Regions from separate parts of the Bombyx mori genome. Here region 2 is linked to region 1. The links are chromatin contacts, called in public Hi-C maps. All regions are on one chromosome and are shown on one strand. Each heading gives the region's core, a stretch centred on a gene start, on an enhancer-like site or on the middle of the called end of the contact. The rest is flanking DNA. Distances are from core to core; before and after follow the strand shown. Region 1 holds the start of bmp0909-12. Region 2 holds the start of LOC101742893 (kynurenine aminotransferase).

Evidence for each region. Hi-C and Micro-C count contacts between places; a contact is called where the count stands out from the background.
Region 2: a Hi-C map of posterior silk gland shows a contact between it and region 1, with 2.0 times the contacts expected there. The contact joins the promoter of LOC101742893 here to the promoter of bmp0909-12 in region 1. A contact is called at or near these places in 2 of 7 Hi-C or Micro-C datasets (middle silk gland and posterior silk gland).

What each region holds. Positions count from the first base shown.
Region 1 is chr15:2,544,468-2,548,299 of ASM3026992v2, reverse strand. It overlaps bmp0909-12, which reads right to left and starts at 1,996. Exons shown (of 1, transcript NM_001098313.1): 1 at 812-1,996. The coding sequence starts at 1,974. The coding sequence ends at 883. It overlaps LOC101741635 (neuropathy target esterase sws), which reads left to right. Exons shown (of 28, transcript XM_062672402.1): 13 at 55-263; 14 at 2,551-2,706; 15 at 3,687-3,832.
Region 2 is chr15:3,204,527-3,208,358 of ASM3026992v2, reverse strand. LOC101742893 (kynurenine aminotransferase) reads left to right here and starts at 2,007. Exons shown (of 9, transcript XM_004928586.2): 1 at 2,007-2,472; 2 at 2,641-2,793; 3 at 3,804-3,832. The coding sequence starts at 2,738. LOC119629537 (a long non-coding RNA gene) reads right to left here and starts at 517. Exons shown (of 3, transcript XR_009975097.1): 1 at 1-517.

The DNA of each region.
Region 1 (3,832 bases), core at 747-3,246:
TTCAGTTCACAGACATGAGACTCAATGGATAAGTGGACGTTTTATTTGTGCCAGGTGAAGTGGAAGGCGGACTTGCAGTTCTAACGGGCGAGCCAAGTTTCTTTTCTATACGAGCGAAACACTTCTCGAGGATCGGTCTGCTGTCCAAGACCACTGTGTACAGCATCATGAGAGAAAGACCCTCGGTGGTGTTGCACATCGCCAACACCGTCGTGCGGAGACTGTCGCCGTTCGTGCGCCAAGTGGACTTCGCTCTGGATTGGGTGAGACCCTTAAAACAAATATTAGATCAAACACACCGGCTTTTCTTCCAGGAACAACTATTAATGTTGATATAGACAGATGTACTTTCATCCTAATGCAAAGTGTTTGGCCCAGTTAGTAGTTATCGGGACGGGAATGCATACGATCAACTTGACACATACAGTTGAATTTCGGCCTAGTGCTGATAGAACATATGAGATTGGTACCGTCTGCCTATTTCTGTTGCAAAATTTATGCATTTCGGTTTAACAGATAGATAAAGGCGCATGGTTTATTTTACAATTAGGGTATTTTTATCATGTTACATGTCATGGCCCGGCCAACGTCGGCCGTGTATATCTGCTGTTATAAATACAAAAGTGTATTCATGAGACTTTGTGATTTTACGTACGAACGGATCTTCAAAACGGCTTGTAGTAAACGAACTACAGAGGGTGATAAGCGACTCTTTATCTTTTATCTTTGGAAACGAAAAGGTGTTTAATTATTTCTGAACTGCAAATTTAATGCAGTTGTAGCCGCGGGGCAGGTCCACTAAATAAAGTACTCGAACGAATCATTTTATTTTACTTAACTTACTAAAACATTCTATTTAGTTTGGGTTCTCAATCACACAATTCAATCTCTAAAAACCATTGCTCCATCATTCGCATTGGCAATTTTTTTGACACCATGTTCCATTAGTTCCATTTCTTTATCTAAAACGTTTTTATAGCCTTTCTCAACATTGGTATTTTTTCCATTAATATTCCTTCCGTACTTATCCGTAGCTTCGCTGACAGCATTGTAAGCTTCAACGATATTTTTCTCTGCATTACTGAGGCTGTTTCGAAATTCCTGTTGTGAGTTCCTGTTCATGGAATTTATATTATTTTTGTTCATATAAAAATCACCCCTAAATTTATCTATCTGTTCGTTGAAGGTTTTATAACCATATTGGAAATTCTCATCAATTTTGTCGACGGTATTATGGAAATTACTTTGTGTGTTTTTATTCATAGGGTTTACAGAATCTTGTACTTGATTAAAAGTATCTTTGGCTTGGGCGCTTAAGTGTCTCGCGTCGGCAGCTCGACCTAGATTGTCGAAATTTGCTCTTACGTCCAACATCCCTGCGCCATCAGTAGTTTCACTGTGCTTTTCTTCAGTTATATTACGACGAATAGCCACTAGTCGGTCCTTGAACGCGTCGAGAAAGTCAATGAGGTTCGAAACAGGCCTTTTATCTTCTTTGCCGAATATATACTTGTTCAAGCTGTCTCTGATGGGTCTAGTTTTATCCACGTAATCTATTTGAGTTTTGTTAAACACTTCTAATGGCTTAAGTTCGTGTCCGACGAATAGTTCTTTGAATGACATCACTCGATATTTCACTCTGTCGATCATGCCTCCAACAAATCCTCTATCGGATTCATTTTTATTTTTATTTAATGAGAAAAATCCATGAATGTTTTCTCGAAAGCTGTGAATTCTTTCGTGAATATTACTTATGATTCCACCAATGATACCGTTATGCGTTTGAACACTGTCACCTGCTGGTCTTTTGTTATGGTGATCACCCAAGACGAGTCCTTTTCCAAATGACCACATGCTTCCCACTCCATTAGTAATAGATCCCGTAGTGCCCTTCACAGTATCTAGTACGCCGTCAATTATTCCACAATTACATTCCACAATAAATAATAATATAATTAAATGGAATATCTTCATTTTCGAGACGTTCTTGTTAAATCAATTATTTTATAGGAATGAGCAATCTCCGTGTAATGCGTTTGCCTCTTTTGACCTCTTTATGTATTGATAAAACTATCATGTTTATAAACATTTGGTTGCACTCATTATGTTAATTTGTACTTGATAGGTTGACAAACAACCTATGTTGTTTTTTATACTATAGTATTCGCCCAATAATTGGAATTGTACCACAATTACTGATTCGTCAAGATTTAGATTACTACTTTTTGTATTATAATTTTTTTTTTGTTTTGTTATTCTCATTTGAAAAAAACTGACTTTATTTTATTTTATTGCTTAGATGGGTGGACGAGCTCACAGCCCCCCCTGGTGTTGAGTGGTTACTGGAGACCATAGACATCTACAACGTAAATGCGCCACCCACCTTGAGATATAAGTCCTAAGGTCTCAGTATAGTTACAACAGCTGCCCCGCCCTTCAAACCGAAACGCATTACTGCTTCACGCAGAAATAGGCAGGGTGGTGGTACTAACCCGTGCGGACTCACAAGAGGTCCTACCACCAGTAAATGACTTTGTATTGTCGTCCCAGGTGTTTCTAGAGTCTGGCCGCGCGGTCTACCGCCAGGACGAGGAGTCGGGGTCTACTTTCATCGTGCTAAGCGGTCGGTTGAGATCTGTCATCACGCATCCGAATGGAAAGAAGGAACTCGTCGGCGAATATGGAAAAGGAGACTTAGTTGGAATAGTACGTTTTTTTCTTAATAGCCAGACGAGCCGTCACCTCTCCGATCGTGAATAGTCATCGTCGCCCATGGACAACAGCAATGCGACTCTTCAAAGCTCGTTTTAAGAACATGTCATTACGTCTGAGGCGCACCCTCAAAAGGAATTCATTCGAATTGAAGTAAATAAATACCATTATATTTACTGAAAGTGTCCTATAAAGGGTTTTAAATTTTAGTAGAGCCTTGCAGACCATTAGGCTACTTACAGCTATATACAAAATGTTACATATGAAAAAAAATGTACGTTAAAATTTTTTTTCATCATTCACGGTATATGAGCTCTTCTTCTCTGGTTTTAAGCGGAGATTAAGTCAGAGAATTTCTTCGTGAAGGACCCCAAAGAATTAACACTATATTTAATCTGGAACGGAAACTGTCATGTCTCTCTTAAAACGAATTTCTAACTTCATTAGTGTAGTCCGTAAAGTTGTTGTTGCAGAATTAAATGATTGTTGACGATGAGTTAATTGTCAGAGATGATGACGTCATTAACACGTGTTCGAAGTATCAGCTAGGGTCCGTAAAGTTGTGGTAGAACTGAATTATTGTTGACGATGAGTTAGCTACTTTGAGACTACTCTATAATATAATAGCATAATATAGTATATAGCTCATAGCACAACAATATCGCGCACCATATGTTGTTATGGACACGTTCACACTGCGTACATATATATTATTGGTTTACTATGTTATACTATATGGCACTGCAATATAGCGTAGTCTAAAGGCAGCTTTAGTTGTCGGAGCTGATGACGTCATGAATATGAGTTCGAAGCCTCAGTTAGGTGACCGTAAGACGTGGCTTCCTCCGAATTCAAATTTATTAAAATTTATTTTCGATTTTTTAAATGGATTTTCTATCAAAGCGTATATTATTAGTTTTTTTGAAACTATTTTTTTTTTCAACGTTTGTAATTTGCATTCGCCTGCGTCACAGGTGGAGATGGTGACGCAGACTCGTCGGAGCACAACGGTGATGGCGGTGCGGGACTCGGAACTGGCGAAGCTGCCCGAAGGCCTCTTCAACGCCATCAAGCTGAGGTTCCCGGTCGTCGTGACTAGGCTGATCAACTTGCTGGGACA
Region 2 (3,832 bases), core at 758-3,257, 660 kb before region 1:
GGAACCAGTGTCGAATTTGAAAACAAATTTTCAAGTTTTCTGACGCCTATTATATCTGCTATATTTCTAAACTGTAGCTGTTGAACACACGACCCAACTGTCGCGATAGCAAAACCAAATATCCAGGGAAAATGCTACAACAACACCTCAAAAATATCCTCATTCTCAAACCTCGAAAGAAATGCGCTGACAACAAATTTTGCATTCGCGAAACAGAATAGATAGCATAAAAACGTTATTCGACAGCTCGTAACTAAGTTTCAATTGAAATAAATAGATTTTAAAGCCGTCTGTCCAATTTTTATACATATTAGATTAGTGGACGAGGTCTAGGCCCCCTTATGTTAAGTGGTGACCAGTCTTTAAAGGTCACAATTTGAATGTCACCCAAAAAAAAAAAAAAAAGGATTGCCGTGATAGTGTCGTATTACGGTCTTAACACCCATCAAGCCGTGCGGGCCCACACCGCCCTCTACTACTAGTAAATGCGGGCTAGTGATCGCATCATGCCTAATGCTGATACACACGCATCCACACAGATACAGACAAACACATATTCTATACAAAAATTTGCAGATCAGTGACTATTCGTTCTAACATATTTAATTGAATCAAAGCTATTTTTCAGTATTATTCGTAAATAATCTGGAATGAAATCCTCCACAGTGTTTCTTGAGCGCTGCGTCATGTCTTATTTATGCGTAAGTTAAAAAAGTCCTATAGCGCGAAACAGTGACTTAGCCCCGTATCTTCGTATATCTTCGAAGACAACAAGAAACCACAGTAAAAATCCAATCACGACAATTTTCATATGTAGCTTTAATATAGTTTTAAATCACATATAGATCTAAATATATGATACGTATAATATTAATGTTAATTTTCTCTCAAAGTATATAAAGTGTATCTCATCTTAACAGATTATAAGAAGAAGCGTAATAAAAAATAATTATAAATATTTATGTCATAAAATTTTGTATCCGACTGTACACGAGTTTGTTATTAGGTCGATTGATGCTGACAAAATTAATGCACATAAATAAGGCGAACGAGGACTCGGGAAATAGGTACATAAAATGTTATTAATACCTAAATTGTCATTGCCGGAAAAGTGTTTGACTTTTATTTTATTTTACAAAAAAAATATGGGTAGATGAACCACGGCCCATTTGTTGTTTGTTCGTCTTTTATTTATTTATAATTAATTAAACAAATGATCACCTGATCTGTTTTTGTTGAAATGATAATTATTTATAAGTTCAAGAAATATATTGCAGGGACATTTAGTAGAAATTCATTTAATATGGAAGAATAAACTTATTAGATAAAATACCTTATGTTTCATATTTAACAATACAAATGAATCTGAATAAAAAAAACCAAGCCTTGTAATATATATCAATCAAGATACTTCTCGATAATAATAATAAAGTTAATATAGACGTAAATAAATATTTTTTTTAAATAAAATCCTGTTTATAGAGTATAAAGTGATCATCTGCTTAGTTAATTAACAAACAAACGACGAACAATTAAAAATAAAAAATAAACCGAAAATCAAACAAAAGGTGGCGTGAGGTGATTGATGGTTTGCTTATTAGATATAAAATAAATAAGAATTGGGAATTTAATTGTTTTTATGATCGAACAATCGCCAATAGTCATCGAACAATCGATAATTGATCAAAATTAATTAATCTGAGCGATAAAAATAAAGATATCAGTAAAGGAGGCCAACTTAAGAGTGAACATTTGTTTAATTCATTATAAATAAATAAAAGACGGACAATAAATATTTAAATTCGAACATTAACGAACAAACGACGAAGAAATAACTAAAAATTAAAAAAAATCCGAAAATCAAAAAAAAGGAGACCAAATTCAATGTCCCTGCCGTTTTAAAATTAAGATAAGTGTATTATCTATATCCCTGACTGACGTATCTATAAGTATTCTCTAATATTAAGTGTATAATCTATGTTTAAGTATTCTATGTATGTACGCGTGACTTTTTGGCGGGAACGCGAGAAATGAAGTTGTGTGATTTGTTTTATTTTGTCTATTTAGTGTTTCTTCGGGTTTAAATGTGTAATAATGGTGGTTTATTAACCGTTTAATATCTGTGAAAGTGCACAAATGTGGGAAAATGAAACAAAGCCGCTGGACGTAGCTTCTTGGGATTCTCCAAAAAGTCCACTGAAAAATCTTAGTAAATGACCACCATTTTACTAAGATTAGATTTCATCTCATAGCATCTCATTTAATTTCATCCCAGTTGATTAATGTCTCAAATTAATCATTTTCATTTCATTTCGCTCCATAATATTATAATAATTTTTCATAAAATTAAGAATATAGATTGAAATAAGACATGACTTAAAGGTCTCAGTTACCAGGTCATAAAATCTCTTAAAAAAAAAATTATGTACGCGTATGTATGTAAATAATGGAACATTAAAATATTTAAAATATGTGAGTATTTCGTCGTTCTTCACATTGCTAAATTAATAATCAACGCTTATGTACGTGAAAGAAATTGACGTTTTTATCTGGACTGTCATGTCGTAATAGGTTAAGGATCATATTTAAATAGCGCGCTTTATCTCGTTTTATCTATTTATTGATATTTATAATGTTTAGAACGAGCCGAGGGTTGTTCGCTGCTGTGAATTACAGTAGTCTATCGAGGAGTGTGAAAATAGAACATTTTATTCGACAATTGAGTGTTTGTCGTACAATGGCAGAAAAGTTTCGATTGCCGGAACGTTATGGAGCTGGTGAGAAAAGCGTATGGTACGTTTACAATTAAACTTATTATCTGTAGTAAAAAGTATATTTTTTCAATCGGTTTTTACTATTAATTCGCATCACAAGTACTCACAACTCCTAACTATATCCAAGAAAACAATTTGTTGTTAAACTGTACTATAATAACTACTATTACGTAAACATTTAACGTTGTTTGGTCAACAGATCATCGTTCTCGTCGAACCCGTAGCTCGCGACGAACGGCTCGGCGAATTAATTAACCCACAGACACAGCCCACTGAGTTTCTCGCCGGATCTTCTCAGTGAGTCGCGTTTCCGATCCGGTGGTAGATTCTGCAAAGCACGGCTCCTGCTAGGGTTCGTGTTAGCAACAACGTCAGATTTGAGCCCCGTGAGTTCACCTACTCGCCTGATGACGTTGATAGGGTCTCTCAAGACCATCAGCTTAGGTAGGAAAAAAAAGGTCAACAGAATGCTTAATTACCATATCGTTTGGTAGGCAGCGGCTTGACTCTACCCCTGGCATTGCTGACGTGCGTGAGCGACGGTATCCACTGACAATCGGTATCCACTGACCGTATGCTTGTCTGCATATACGGCAATAAAACAAGATCACACTTTGCAGTTTTAATATTTTAACCATAAAATAATTAAATACTGAAGTATTTTTATGTATTTTGCATTAATTATTATGCTTGGTATTTACTGAATTTTATGTCTATTTCATTTTCCTAAATTTTTATTTAAAAATGATGTTAAATTTACTAACTTTATCCAATTGCAAAGTTTTCTAATTGGTAAGTACTTTGTATCAATATAAAAGGAACTAGAGATAGGATTTTAAAGTAATTTGGCTATGGGGTTCTCCGATTATCATCTCATTTTAGAAAGAAAATATCTTGCCCAAAATTGCTTGGGAACCAAAATAATACATTTAAAACTAATCTTGTGGCTTTTTGTATGACGGCATTCACATTATGATATCTATACTGATTTAAAATCCAAAACAAAACCAACCAAATTTAAATTTACAGGGTTGAGTACATACAATTAGCTGCAGAGT